Linked DNA regions of Hordeum vulgare: region 2 is linked to region 1. A link is a contact called in public Hi-C data. All regions are on one chromosome and are shown on one strand. Each heading gives the region's core, a stretch centred on a gene start, on an enhancer-like site or on the middle of the called end of the contact. The rest is flanking DNA. Distances are from core to core; before and after follow the strand shown. Region 1 has its middle 6.2 kb from the start of LOC123439374. Region 2 holds the start of LOC123440609 (SKP1-like protein 4).

Region 1 (7,542 bases), core at 1,458-3,957:
GATTATGCCAATCATGCATCTCACAATAAAATTGAGTAACGCTACGGCTTCGGTTTAACCCTCCTAAACACATCAACGAATGCCATCAAACAATACCCCTTACTTTTCCGCGGTATGATAGTTTTTTTTAAATACGTCGCCCACACCGCATGTGTACGCCCGTGATGGGCCGGTACATTGGCGGATGATATATGCCTGTATGACCAGTTACTACAAGGAGCAAGCTCATAAACACAAGGACTAATAAGTGCTTGAGATTATTTAGGCAGCACAACCTATTAAAAAGGCTATTAGCAGCGTCAGATCCCGAGAACAAAACTGAAACATTCTTTCTGAAATAATGAATATTTTTTTTACGTGAATATTTTTTTAAATTGTGAAAAAAACAAAATCGGACATTTTTTTGAAAATCTCAAACTTAATTTTGAAGTTTTCACATTTTTTGAACGAGTACGTTTTATGAAACACTTTTCAAGAATAGGAATAATGTACCAAACACTATATGCGGTATTTTTATCCTCTTGGTGCGGTATTTCATATGAGAAGCATGGTGAATCCAGGATGGACTAGCACGGGAGGGGGACCTCGGATCATCATTGTACATGATGAGCTAGCCGGTCCTCCTCGCTCACCACCTCTCAGATATCATCCGACAATCTTTGCTCACCTTCAGTGAGCTAGCCGGCAAGGCGGCCTTTTTTCATCGTGCATGACAAATGGCCAACTCATTCTTTTGCTTCATCGAAATGCTCTTCCACATCGCTCTAGAGCTCGGGGTCATGGACGAGGTAAAACAACGAAAGCATACATGGAGCGGTGCAATGCGGCCACGTATAAACAGGGAGCGCCGGCCAGGCCATACGGTTGGGCTGTGTCAATGTAGGTGTCGGTGTTCGTTTCGTGGTCGTCGTGCTTGTTTAATGCCGGTAGGTGGGCCAACGTACAGCCAGCTTGAGTGATGCTGAAGTCATCCCATCCCTCCTAGCTACATCCCTCTGGAATTGAATAGGGGTGGAGACCGGAAAGGGGCATGTGCGGCATTCTCTACCAGCACGCCGCTAATGCCGACTCTAGTGACCAGTCGTGTCCACTCTAGACAGGCACATATATGGCGTTCTAGACTGACATGAATGTGGTACAGAAAACGAAGGTGTGTGTAGGACAGGGCGCTGTCATGGGAGGTGTTTTTGGGAGGGACCGGGGTACCGTGCGTGGCAATGTTTCGGACGACCTCAAAGCTCACCGTAGTTTGCATTAGGTTTGCAAAATTTCGGACAATCGGACGAGCCCCAGACAAATAAGGCACCACGTTGGATGACAACTACGTCCGAATAGCTCGGTCTGTGGCGTTTTAATTAATAGTCGCCCTCCATACGTTTCCATGTATATGTCGATGAATAGTCTTGACGTACCATTGTCATCATCTTCTCAATGTCCATATTTGGCGATGTTTGGTTCCAAACTAAGAAAAGTCAACAATTCACTTCATCCATACACATATATAGGATAAACATGCAGTTTTCCAAATGCAAAATTAGGAAACATATAACAGAACTCGCATGTGGTTGTACTACACTATTGTAGCATACTGTTCATCAGGCATAAATTCCCTCTTATCACATACCTATTTCGTATTCTTCTGCCTATCATTGTCGAAAATGACAAATTAAGCGCTACGGGCACGTCTTTTTCTTTGTATAAAATGTCAAATGAATATCCATCGGTACAAATAAGGAGGAGTCCGTAATTGCATTTTTTAATATTATGTGAGAGTGTGACAGAGGAGAGAAGCGATGAATGCAAACAAGATTCTCTCTTCAACGAAAGATGTACACTTTCTTTTTCTTATATCATTTGGAATGGCTCATAACTTTTAAAAAAGAAAATCCTTTCTAAACATTTTACATATATGAATTCATAACCATGATATGAATATATTATAAACCATAACATCACTTTTAATTGTACAATTGGATTTGTCATGAAAAATGGTTTCATATTTAAAAAATAAATTTACATGCATGTTCATACGAACATTAACCATACTGTTTACTCACTGGAGCTTGTCACAGTTAAAAAATTATATGAACGTAGTAGTAATTCCACCAATAAGATTGGCCTTTCAGATATTAAAACCAGGAACCTATAGATGAATAGAGAAAAAAACTTGAAGCATTGCTCGCACACTATATGCGATATTATTAATTATCCTCTTGGTGCTGCATTTCATATGGGCAGTGAATCAAGGATGGACCGGCACGGGAGTAAACGCCGGATCAACGTTGTACACGATGAGCTAGCCGGTCCTCCTCGCTCTCCACCTCTATGATATCATCTGGTCGTTCTTGGTCACCTCCAGTGAGCTAGCCGGCAAGCCGGTCGTTTCATCGTGCACGACAGCCGGCCAACTCTTGCTTCAGCTTTAGAGCTCGGGGTCATGGACGCGGTAGTGCATAGAGAAACAATGTAAGCAGGCAGGCATGGAGCGGTGCAGTGTCGTCATGTATAAATATCACGGAGCGCGGGCTAGTCCTTAAGGCGAGCTGCGTTATTAACGTCGGAGTCGGTTTCTTAATCATCGCGTCTGTTTAATGCCGGTAGACGAACCACACATGCAACCAGTTTGAGCGATGGTGAAGTTGTCCTGTCCCTTCTAGCCACATCCCTTCGGTATTGCATAGGGGTGGAGACCGAAAAGTGGCACGGACGGCGCTCTCTTTCAGGGCATTGATAATGCCGGCTCTAGTGATCAATCGCGTCTGATTTGGATAGGCACGAATGTGACGCTCTGGATTGACATGGGAGCTGTATTCTGGAGGGACCGGGGTACCAGACGCGGACGTGATTGTGGTTCGGATGCCCACAAAGCTCACCCTAGTTTGCGTCTAGTTAATTTGTGGGATTTCGGACAACCGAACGAGCCTGCGAACAAATAGGACACCCTCCATAGTTTTCCTAAGACGATGAATAGTCTTGACGTACCATTGTCATCATCTTCTCAATGTTCATATTTGGCGAGGTTCCGTTGCAAACTAAGAAAAATCAACAATTTGATCACTTCATTCATTAGGCCAACTCCAACGTCCGACTCCAAACGAACGTCTGTTTTTCGGATTTTGTCCATTTGAGTATAGCAACGGGGCGAGGCCTTGCTGTTTTCTCGGAAGCGCCCAACGCGCTGCCCCATCTGGTCCGCCACAGCCGAAGAAAGGCCATAGGATTATGCAAATAAGCAAATAAATTAAACACTGCAAATAGTTTTGCAAATAAAATAGTTTCATGTCTGAATAAAAACATAATCAAATAGTTTTACAACCCAATCGAAATTGTCTTGAATAGATGAAACGTAAATGATCCGACACATATATTGGTTGTCAATGTAAGTCCACATGTGCTCAATCAAGTCATCCTGGAACTGCAGTTGAGTATGTCAATCACGCATTTTACGATGAAGTTGAGTAACACTGTTGTTTCGGTTTAACCTTCCTATAAAGAGTAGGATTGTCTTTTTAAGATATATGTCACCCCCACCGCATGTGTACACCATGATGGCCCGGCGCATTGGCGGATGATGTATGCCTGTATGACCAGTTCATTCAGTGAAATATAAAGCAAAAATAATATTACTAGGCAAGGATACAAACACGGGACCTCCTACTACAATGAGCAAGCTAATAAACACAAGGACTAATAAGCACTTGTGATTATTTAGGCAGCACAACCTATTAAAAAGCCTATTAGCAGCGCCCGATTCGTGAACAAAACTGAAACACTTTTTCTGAGATAGTGAATACTTTTTAAAACGTGAATGTTTTGCAGAAATTGTGAAAAAAACAAACCAAATATTTTTTGAAAATCTCCAACTTAATTTCGAATTTTTAGCAGTTTTTAAACGCGGACCTTTTTTGAAACACAAACAAAATTTACAGAATAGGACGTAATGTAGGAAAGATTTATATAAAACACCAAATATTTCTTGAACTTTGGACATTTATCAGTTATGTGAACATTTTTTGAAAAACATGAATAACTTTGAAAACTAGTGGGTACTGTAGTGAACTTTTTCTTTAAATAAAAATTATCAATTTTGGAAAACATGAACTATTTTGAAATTCTCGAACAATTTGTAAACCACACACATTTTCTAAAGAGGTGGGAACTTTTCTGAGTTTTTAACATGTTACAAGAAAATAATTTAAAGTTCCAATCTCTGCTTTCAAGACGTGAACAAAATTTGGGAATCCTGACATTTTTAAAGGATTAAATTTATGAAAAAAAGAAAATAGGAAAACAACTTGAAAAAAAGAAATTAACGAAACATAGAAATTTGAAGAAAAGCTAAGCACAAAAATAAACAGAAAACCAAACACCAGTGAAAACAGATTCATGAAAAAATGGATACATTAGCATATGTGTTTATCTCATAATTGGGCTGGCCTATCCTGTTTGCTATGTCGCTTGCGTTGTGCGAATGAGCCACACTTTGTCGCAAAGAGTAGCAAAATGGTATTTCATCATATTTCGTGCTTTCATTGTTTTCTGAAATTTTTGAATCCTTTTCAGTTAATAGAATTTTGTTTGCAACTTTTGAATTGAACTTTTCTAAAATCTGCTACTTTTAACAATTTGTTTACACAAGTTATTATTGTTTCGAATAAGTAAAATTTTGTTCCAAAAAATTCACCAATTAGAGAAACATTTCCCTAATAGGTAGATTAGTTGTTACAAAAAATTAGGAAAAAATAGATGAACTTTTTTGAAATCCACAAATGCTTGGGTCGGCCTAACACGCACGTGATGGAAGCGATATCATCGCCTTGTTGGTCCAATATGTAAGAGTTTTATCTGCTTTTTTCTTTTTTCGTTAATGCCTTTTTTTCTTTCTGAAGTTTATTATTTATTCTGAAATATGTTCTAAATTTTCAAATATTCTTAGGAAAACAAAAATATATTCTTCCCTTCAAATATTTTTTACAAATTTAAAATGTTTTTGTGTTTTAATTAAAAAATGTTTGGACTTCAAGAAACATTGATATCTTTTTTATATAAGTATATGGTTCGAAACTTTTATTAAACATCAATTGTTGGGAAGTTGTTCACAATTTTGGAAAATATGTGGAAGTTTATGAAAATTTCATACATAATTTGATGTTATAAATTGTAGACAAAACAACATGCTCTCAAACGTAGCTTTCTATCCTACCCGAACACCCTTCATTCAAAATAGTTTATTTTTACATTTTTAAAATTATCACAACATTTGTAAGCAGGTGGGCACGCTCCTTATAGTCATACATACCAGGTTTGAATGATTTCGGACATCATATGCAAGTGCGACACATCCGGGCATTTATCGATGTTTTTTTACCAATAAAACTCTAGAAAATGTACAATTTGTAGAACCTCCAAACAGATTGGCATGGTGCGTTTAAGTAATCATACAAGCAATGACAAAATTAGGGTCCTTGTCTATGAACAATGTGCTCTCAAACGGAGCATTGTGACCTACCCGAGCACCCAATGTTGACATCCTTCAAATGACCCAAACTTTTCCCAGTAGGTGGGCAGATAGACATCCATAATAGATTTTTTAGTTTGAGCATGTACTTAAAATTGTTATTTCAAGTATTTAAAACTATAAACTGAACAGGTAGTTAAAACTGTTATTTCAAGTTTTTAATATAATTAATAAATATAAAAGGGATTGAATTGAAAACTAGTTTAAAAAATTCTTAAAAAACATTTAATAAATATTTAAAGGAAAAATAGTATACGTGAAGGCCGAGCAACGCGTTTGGAATACCATTTCTGCAGGAAGTGTAGGAACTATGTCGTCAAGTTTGTTTGATTTTCCTTTTAGCGGCTTTTCAGTTTTATTTTATTATCTCTGAAAAAGAGTAATTTTTTTGTTTTTTTCATTCCTTTCCTTTTTTCCGTTTACTATTTCTGTTACTCTTTTTTTTTTCCTTTTTCCGTTTCTTTTTTCTCTTTCGAGATTCATTTCCTTTTTTAAGAAATGTTCGAGTTTTGATGTTTTTGGAAATGTCAATCACTGTTCACCTTTTTATAAACTTGTTCATAATTTCAGAAAATGTTAATTTTTATGTTTCATTCATTACTTTAATAGATTGTTTTCAAATATTGTTCTGAGTTTAATAAATATTTACGTTTACAAATATATCTCAAAACTGAATAAATGTACACATAGTTTTTTCTAAAAACTGGAATTTCAAGATATGTTTACTTTTCTAGAAATTGTCCACATTTTTATAGAACGTTGAAGTTTGGAAAAAATTGTTCAAATTTTCTTGTTGTCATATTTTTTCTTAAATTCCAAAAAAATACGTGAATTAACTATAATATTTCTTTTGAAATTTAAAAACATTTATGTTTTTAATCTTTATTAAAATATTGTTTTCAGGATTTTGAAAATATGTTCGTGATTTTCTAAAATTGTGCGGAATTTGGAAAATGTTCCAGGTAATAAATTTTCTCTCTGAACTAAAATTAATTGAGATTTTAAGGAAATGCTAGGGATTTATAAAAAATGTTTTAAAAAAAATCTTTAAAAAAAAGATTGCCCTGATTCTGCATTCTACATAGTTCTTCAAGTGACGCGCTCAACAGCACGCAACAACACTTCTTAAAGCATCTTCAACAGCCGCATAAAAATTTCACGCCATATCAAAGTTTTACCGCGCCACTATAGCAGTTTCAATGTGCGGGGCCAGAGCATCTCCAACAGATGTCGCGCTTCCAGTAACCCCATGTGCAGCAGCCTAGAGTTTTCTGCATGCGTGAGTGGGCATACCAAATAAACAGCGCGAGATGCCGTTTTGCTACACGCGCTGAATCAACTATAGCGCGCGCGTTTTTTTTGCGAGTCCGGTGAAACGTCCGAAACGGCTGCGCGCGTGCAAAAAAGATGTGCGATGTTAAAGTCGCGCGTGTGGTGGGGATGTTCTTAGGTCAACTTGTTAGCAGTTGTCCTTTGTCATCTACATGTCCTGGGTTCGAATCCTTGCAATGACATTGTGTTCTCTAACTTTCTAGAAATTAGATGCTCATAGTGCGGGTGGGAAGCTACAACTGCCAAATTGATGGCCCGGCCCAGCATACTAAAACATTGAAATAACTCGTCAAAAGTCCATTTTACCCTTTATATGTTTTTGAAGGGAGTAGTACCCAAGTGGATTCATAGGGTAAACTATTCAAAAGGTTGTCGGTTGTTCTTGCTCATTGTTGGTGCTAAATTCCACATATCTCGAGGTAGGGATCCTAAGCTAGGTGTCTTCGAGCGATGATAACATGGACACATGATTTTACCCACGTTCGGGCTCTTTCGATGAGAATATACCCTACGTACGTCCTGCTCTTGATTGTCTTGATATGGGGGATAGTACATAGTACATGTTTCTACCACGAGATTGTTGTAATGAATATGCGATTGTCTATTGAGTAGTCATACCTTGATACTTGTGATCTGAATTAGGTTTTCCGTGAAGAGGAATGGCTGATGCAACATAATATAGGTAATTATTT
Region 2 (7,542 bases), core at 3,410-5,909, 400 kb before region 1:
AACAGCGACCGGACGTCTGGAGAAGGCCGGAAATCCGATTTATAGGGCTCAAGTTCTTCTGGTGCAGGGCTCCGGATTTCCGAAGCCTGTCGGTCGTCCGACCCTTGACCGGCCCTCGGACGTCCGGAGGGAGCCGGAAGTCCGAGTTATATGGCTCAAGTTTCTCTGGTGCATAGTTCCGGAATTCCGAAGCTGGTCGGATATCCGGGCCTCGGACGTTCGGAGGGAGCCGGAAGTCCGAGTTATATGGCTCTGATTTCTCTGGTATAGGATTCCGGATTTCCGAAGCAGTCGGTCGTCCGACCCTCGGACGTCCGGAGGAAGCCGGATGTCCGAGGCACTGGTTCTGTTTTCAGATAACAACAGATCAGTGGAGATGTGGTATGAGCAGAACAGTGGAGATGTAGTTTGAGCAAGTTCATCGCAAAACCTGTGATCCCCTCTTAATAGTGCGGGATCCCTAAAGACTCAAGAATCATAAAAGGGGTACTCATGATCCATACTTGAGTGTATACTTTTATTCGCTGATCATCATTCCGCACCACTAACGTCAAAGGAACTGATACCTTTGAGTTAGCCCTTTCACTTGAGCTTGATGTTGTTGTTCCTTCTTGGCTCAAGTTGAAAGCAAGACATGATGAAGTCTTCAAGCAGCTCTCCCATACACAATGTGGAAAGCCTAGTTTATGTATTCATCTTCATTTGTTCACCATGTGAACATCCACAAGAATCAAGCATGTAGTGCTCAGGAATGCTTATCTTGATCTTGTCCTTGTTAGCACATGAGCTTGTCCTTATCAACACATGATCATTAACGATAGTTTCAGTGATATATTCGTGTTGATCCACTTGAACTTGCACACCACAATGTTGATGACGATCACCACTTGACGTCTTCCTTCATGGGTTGTATGAGATCTTCCTTTTGACGCAAGCCCATGGAAGCACACCTAACCCCCACATAAGACTCTCACAAAGACCATGGGTTAGTACACAAACACGTAATGGACAATGCTTACCATACCATGGGATCACTTGATCCCTCACGGTACATCTTATACGCTTTGTGTGTTGATCATCTTGATTTACTCTTTGTCTGAGATCTTGATCAACCTAGTGTCTCTATGACCATTCTTTGAATAATACCTTGAATACCGTCTTGGTCATCATATAAACTCCTTGAACCCAATAGATGGACTTCAAGAAGTGCCTATGGACAGATCCTATAAATATAACTTAAGGCAACCATTAGCCCATAGGGATTGTCATTAATTACCAAAACCACATATGGAGATATATGCTCTAACACATGTTTCATCCCCACATTTTCCCTCAAATCCCCAAATTATAATGCATTTTTCTCAATACCCAATACACTATCCCTACCTAGTGTATTGGGGATAACTGGGGATTTGAAGGGATTGGGTGAAGGTTGGGGTTTCACCCAATCCCTTGGGGGATTATCTCCACCAATCCCCTCAAAAACACTAGTACCAAACAAGGCCTAAAGAAGAAAAAAAATAAAACAAAATAAAATAAAATTAAAATAATAAAGTTTTACAAGAAAGAAAGAATTACTGGCATTGGTATTAACCATAAAGAAGAACAAGAAAAACATTTGCACACAACTTTGCATTGAAATTATGTATTTTGTAATATATAATAGTGTAATTTATAATTTACATGCATATTGTATAATATACTAGCGTATATATTTACACACAATAAATATTAAAAGCAACATTTCCTAAGAAACAAAGATTTGGTGGCATTGTTATTACCCATTAAGAAGAAGAAAATAAAACACAAATTGTGAAAAAATATGCACAAAATTTTAACATGAATTGCGTTTTCTTTATAAAAATACAAGGACAATCATATATTGGAATTTTCCAAAAAGACAAATCTAAGAAATAATGAATTAGTGACACTACTATTACCCTTAAAGAAAAAACAAGATAAAGTAGAAAACTAAAGCAATATCAAAAAATGGTTTTTTGAAAGAATGAATTAGTAGTATTTTTATTAATCTTTTAAAAAATAAAATATAATAATTGCACACATCTTGCACTGAAATTGCATTGTCGTAATATGTAATGAATAAGCATATAATAATATCATTTTTTCACTCTAGTATAATTTGCACAGGTATTGTTGTAGCTGTGTGTAGATATTTACACTCATCCAACATCCTAAAAATACCATAAAGAAAAGAGCAACTAAAAGAAGAAGAAGAAAATACAAAAAACTAAGAAGAAAAAGACATGCAATGGGTAACATGCTTCAAGGCCCAAATAAGGGTAGGTTTGAAAATTCGCCCAAGAACTTATGAAACAGCACCAGGGAAAAACATTATTACTCTTAGAAAAGAATCAACAGTGAGCAAATCCACTTATCCGAATTTTAAGAACATGCAACTTATATATCGGTATAGGTAAGGAAAATGATTGCCCTCAGCCGGCTGATAAGTTTGGTGTGTCTGCGTCGTCTTTTGCCCGTCACGTGTCTTCAACACTAAGGCAAGTGCAGGCACCTGTTTCAACAACAACGATGTTGTTGCAAATTTTGACGGTATGCGACACAACTTTGTTTTGTAAAAATAATTCTACAACAAGTAGTTTGTTGCAAAGAAAAAAAATCTGCAACAAGAAGGTTGTTGCAAAAATTTTTATGAAGAATCTGCAATAAGATATTTGTTGGCAAAAAAAACTGTAACAAGACATGTGTTGCAAACAAATTTGCAAGAAGTTTTCTCAACAAGGCATGTGTTAGGATCAGCCGGCAAACGCATAGCAGGCCTCTATAGATAAAGTGTTTCTTTTTTTTTGCATAAAAGATTTATAACTAGGGGGCTGCTACGCGTTCATCGACGGATGTGTAGTAAACATCCGTCACCTGGACAACCGTCCGATCTACACGAGCGCCGTCCGATCCGCGTGCGGGGCTCTGGTCGGGCACCGAGTGATTCCTGAATCGACGATCGAGTTACAGAAACAATTGCTTTGTTGCAAAAAATAAATTTTGGACCCATTAATTCCTGAAACAACGGTCGAGTTTCAGAAACATTCGCTTTGTTGCAGAAAAAAAAAATTCGTCCGTCTTTTTGTAACATAAGTACTGTTGCGGAAGAAAATTTTACAACAAAGGTCATGTTGCAGAAAACTTTTACAACAAAAGTCAGGTTGCAATTTTTTTTGCACCCCTTCGTAGTGCGGCTTGCCACGTGCGGAGGGCCGGCCGACGTCGGGGCCGAGCGGATGGCGGCGTGGGGGGTGGGGGAGGGTGGGGGGAAGGGAAGGGCTGGCCGACATCGGGGGCGGAGGGTCTGGCGACGGGAGCGGCTGGCAGCGGCGTGCATTGGGCCGCCGGCGTTAGAGGCGAGCGACTGGTGGCGCGGTGGTGGGGGGTAGGGGAGGGCCGGCCGACGATGTGGCGGGGGGACTGCGGCTGGAGCGGCCGACGTCGGGAGCGGTGGGCCGGCCGAAGTCGGGGGCGAGCGGCCGCGCCGTCGCCCTCCCACATCCGGCAGCCGCCTCCTCCTTCGAGTGAGCACGAGCGTGCCCAACTTCAGGATCGTTTCCTAAAACAACGCTCCAGTTTCAGAAAACGGTCTCGCTAGATTTATGCTCCATTGACGCCGGGCATGATCTAATCCGTCAAGTAGAGCAAGATCAACGGACGAGGAGGCGGTGGATAGATCATGCAAACATGCACATTGAACCATCGCCCTAGAGCCGCAAGCATTGTCATTGAGCCCTCGCCGTGTTTTGAATTAGCGACTAACACCAACGCCGATGAACCCGGTACCTAATGTAGGAGACGCATCGGCCATGGCGAGGACTCTGTGCTCTGCCCCATGCACGCGATCCGGAATTAGATGCGGGGGACGTGCACGCGATGCGGGATTGAAGGAATAGAGCCTCGGATCTGACGGTATGGTTCTGTTTCAATCGTCCAGGGAAGATGCGACCGGTGGAAAGTTTGGGCCGGCTGACCGGAGCCTAACAGTTGGCTTATCCGAAAATAATTTTATTTATTCCAGGTGACTGACATATAATCGCTCCCATTAAAACGTGTAGTATATGAAACTATCAATGCTAATAAATCCTGAAAAGCAAAAGAAAAGTGATTGGGCAGTGATTTGTGCGTCTACTCGAAGGCCCATGCATTTTGAGTGCGGACCTCCTCCTCCTCCTCCTTTGTGTAGTCGTTTACGATGTTGAAGTGGTTGCGCATGTCCTCCACCGTCTTGCCGACGAGCTGGCCGGCCACCGTCTTGCACGTCAGGTCGAGGAGGCCCTGCACCTCGAGGTAGTTGGCGGCGATGAGGAGGTCGAAGAGCGTGTCCTGGTCGATGCCGCTCACCAAGTCGGCGTCGAAGCGGTCCAGCTCGGGGTCGCCCGACGAGAAGGTGCTGCTCACGTGCGCCTCGGCGCCGTCGGCGTAGTGCCGGTTGCAGTAGTCGACGACGCGGGCCAGGATGCGGCCCTTCACCTCGGGCAGCGGGATCACGTCGCCGGCGAGGCCGTCCTCCAGCATGTTCTTGATCAGCACCGACGCCGCCGCCATCGTGTCCGCCTCGACCACCATCTCCTCGCCGTCCGAGCTGCGGAGGGTCACCGCCGTCTCGCCGCTGCTGCTGCTAGTTGTTGTCGCCATCACGATCTACGATCTATGTACCTCTCGCTCCTGTCCAACTAGCAGCTAGGTCTTTCTTTCTTTCGATTGATCCAGCGATGGGAGACGCGGCGCTCCAATGATTCAATATATACTCCTAGATGAGAAGAGACGGCGGCGGCTCTTTTTCAGGGTTGATTCTTCATTAATCCGAATTTGTATCTTTTTCTGACAACCGGCCCGGCCCACGCACCGGCCCGATAACCCACCCTAAGCATAACCAATATCTCTGCCCGTCTGACAAAGTGGGCCGGACAAGATACGTACATCATCTTTTTATTGAGCTTCCCTTTTATGTCTCGCTTATTGTGAACCTAGACCTAGGGCAGCCTCCCCTCAAGCAGCGTCCATAATGGGGATCCCCCATGAAAGAAAAGCAAAGCAAAACCAAACCAAAACATGAAAAAGAAAACAAAGATGGACTAAGGAAACAGAACTAGTAAAAACCATGGAAGAAACAAATAAAACCGGTAAAAAAACAAAGAAAAATAGAAGGCTGAAGGAAACCGGTGAGGAAATAGGAAAAGGAAATCAAAAACAAATCACCCGAACAAATCTGTACATAAACCACCACGACCAATCTTCTCCGTCGAAAACAGCGAAAGGAAGAATGGACAAAAATCGGGCCGGCACACTACTGTAGCAATTGTTTTCATATGTAAATGAAATATGGGCAAGGTTTATGAAAACAATCAAAATATTTATTATAAAAATGTTGAACACCCTTCTTGCAATAGTATTATTAATTGTGCCCAAGTAATACAAATCAAGTTAGAGATGGTAGGTTGATCACATGTAAAAAATTATGTTGTATTATTAAAAGGGTCCGTGCGTTGCAACAGTCGAACGAAAAGAATATCACACGCTCTTAACTTATAAAAAATGTCTATAATCTCAGAATTTATAGCTACTGCCCAAACGAAGATGATCTTAACCTACAAAATCACAGTTTAAGATTTCAAAGGTCTTCTATTTCAACATGACTTGCTTGTATATTTAATAGTACAAAGATAACGGACAAGTGATCTTCAATCCTGATGTTGTTGAGGTGTTCATCCCAATCCGGATCCGGTATGAAAGAAAAATAGATAATTCATTATTGATTAAGATTGCACCCTAGATAGTACTTTTAAATGATTAACAGGTAAAATATCATCATATTTAGATTCTACATATTTTTCTAATCAAATTTCATTTTCTCTTCTTCAATTCTTTTCAAAAAAAAATTCAAATAATCATTTTATTTTTAAAATAAATTTAAGTTCTCGACAAGAGGGTCGGTTGTAATTTACGGTTCACGTACCTCCTAGATAAAAATATTTATATGAACTTGATGGGCATAATTGTGATAAACATGAAATGAAATAAATAGTTATAAAAGATAATATATCAAATCTAAATCATAAACCGGACGAGGGACGACGGGCACGTATATCAAAACCATGGCATTATATATATAAAAGAATCATATAAGTAAGAAAATTATACAAGTAACTATCTAAATCGTACAAATTAGATTTTTTTTACAAAGAAAATAAAAACAAGTGGCTCACCAAGGTGGTTTCGGCGACGGGACGACACGGGTGATCGATGGTGGTGAGGACGGAACGAGAAGGCACTAAGTAAACCACACCTACACATATGCAAACTGTTTAGAACACTTTAATAGATGGGGTGCCTTCAATCTTGACAAATATTGGCAAAATTGAAGGATGAACTCGAGCTTGGGGAAGGAAACAAAGAGGAGAGAAAGCTTGGTCTCGGGGAGAAAGAAGTAGAACTTTGTATAGGAAAGTCTTTAGTCCCGGTTTGTATCACCAACCGGGACTAAATGTCTATATTTAGTCCCGATTGATGATACCAACCGAGACTAAAGAGGCTCGCAGGGGCCCCAACCTGCCGCAGCCCCGTTAGTCCCGGTTGGTATCACCAACCAGACTAAAGGTCCCATTTCAACTGGGACTAAAGTTGGCCATGCCCCCGTCCGGTCCTAGCTGTTGGAACCGAGACCAATGCTCACATTAGTCCCGAACCCAAACCCAACCGGAACTAAAGGCCCGGACGGAAGGTCTGTTTTCCACTAGTGATGACGAGCCACCATCTACCGGTGTGGCATTGAGGTTGATGGGCGCGGGTGAGGGCGTGGAAGGCGCCACCACACTCACCTCCGGCGAGCATTCCCCGGAGTGTCAGGAGGCTTGCTGGTAGACGTGGAAGCCGGGAATCGGGTGAGTCGTCGACGCGCGGGGCGACTCTCGCGGCACCATCCAAGGAAACACAGACGAGTCGGTGCTGGCCGCAACCACGACGGTGTAGATGAGCCCGTGCTGGCCACGGTTTAACCCTAGGTACAATAGCGCCTCCCTCGTTGCTGTCATGATGCGGGTAACTGTGTCCTCCTGCTGCGCTGCGACAGCTATGGCCGCTGCTTCCTCCATTGCGTCCGCCGCGTGCCTCCGTCGTTTTCTCTTCGCCGACTCCGTGGCGGGCTCCTCGGGCGTCACCTTCTTGTTCTTCTTCTTCTTGGGCACGATGATGGTCTTGCGGGGGGGGGGGGGGCTTACCTTTGCCACAGGGGCGGTCGTGATGCTAGACGAGGAGAGGAAGGCGAGGCCGGCGATGACATCGAGGTCGTCGTCCATGGCGAGCGGCCGGGAACGCGCGTGTGCGGGAGGGTTTTTGGGAAAAAGTGAAGGGAAATGGTGAAGTCTTTGCCACCGACTGGCGGGTCAGGGGGAGCAGTTGGCACGCGACGCGCGCGTCCGTCTCGTTTCCACGCCGACGCAAATCAAACTCAGAAATGGACCGGAAATAAATCAACATGCGGACGAAAAATGAATGTGTCCGGTTGGGTCGACGTGTTGG

Evidence for each region. Hi-C and Micro-C count contacts between places; a contact is called where the count stands out from the background.
Region 2: a contact with region 1 is called in a Hi-C map of leaf, with 5 times the contacts expected there. The contact joins the promoter of LOC123440609 here to the enhancer-like site in region 1. A contact is called at or near these places in 2 of 6 Hi-C or Micro-C datasets (leaf and seedling).

Annotation. Positions count from the first base shown.
Region 1 is chr3H:25,423,471-25,431,012 of MorexV3_pseudomolecules_assembly, reverse strand. No RefSeq gene overlaps it. Among protein-coding and RNA genes, the nearest start is that of LOC123439374, 6.2 kb to the left of the region's middle. Within about 2 kb of position 2,707, at least 1 of the 3 cell types and tissues checked has open chromatin away from gene starts, as enhancers often do. A contact at or near this core is called in leaf, where this site is marked.
Region 2 is chr3H:25,826,937-25,834,478 of MorexV3_pseudomolecules_assembly, reverse strand. LOC123440609 (SKP1-like protein 4) reads right to left here and starts at 4,659. Exons shown (of 1, transcript XM_045117173.1): 1 at 4,150-4,659. The coding sequence starts at 4,659. The coding sequence ends at 4,150.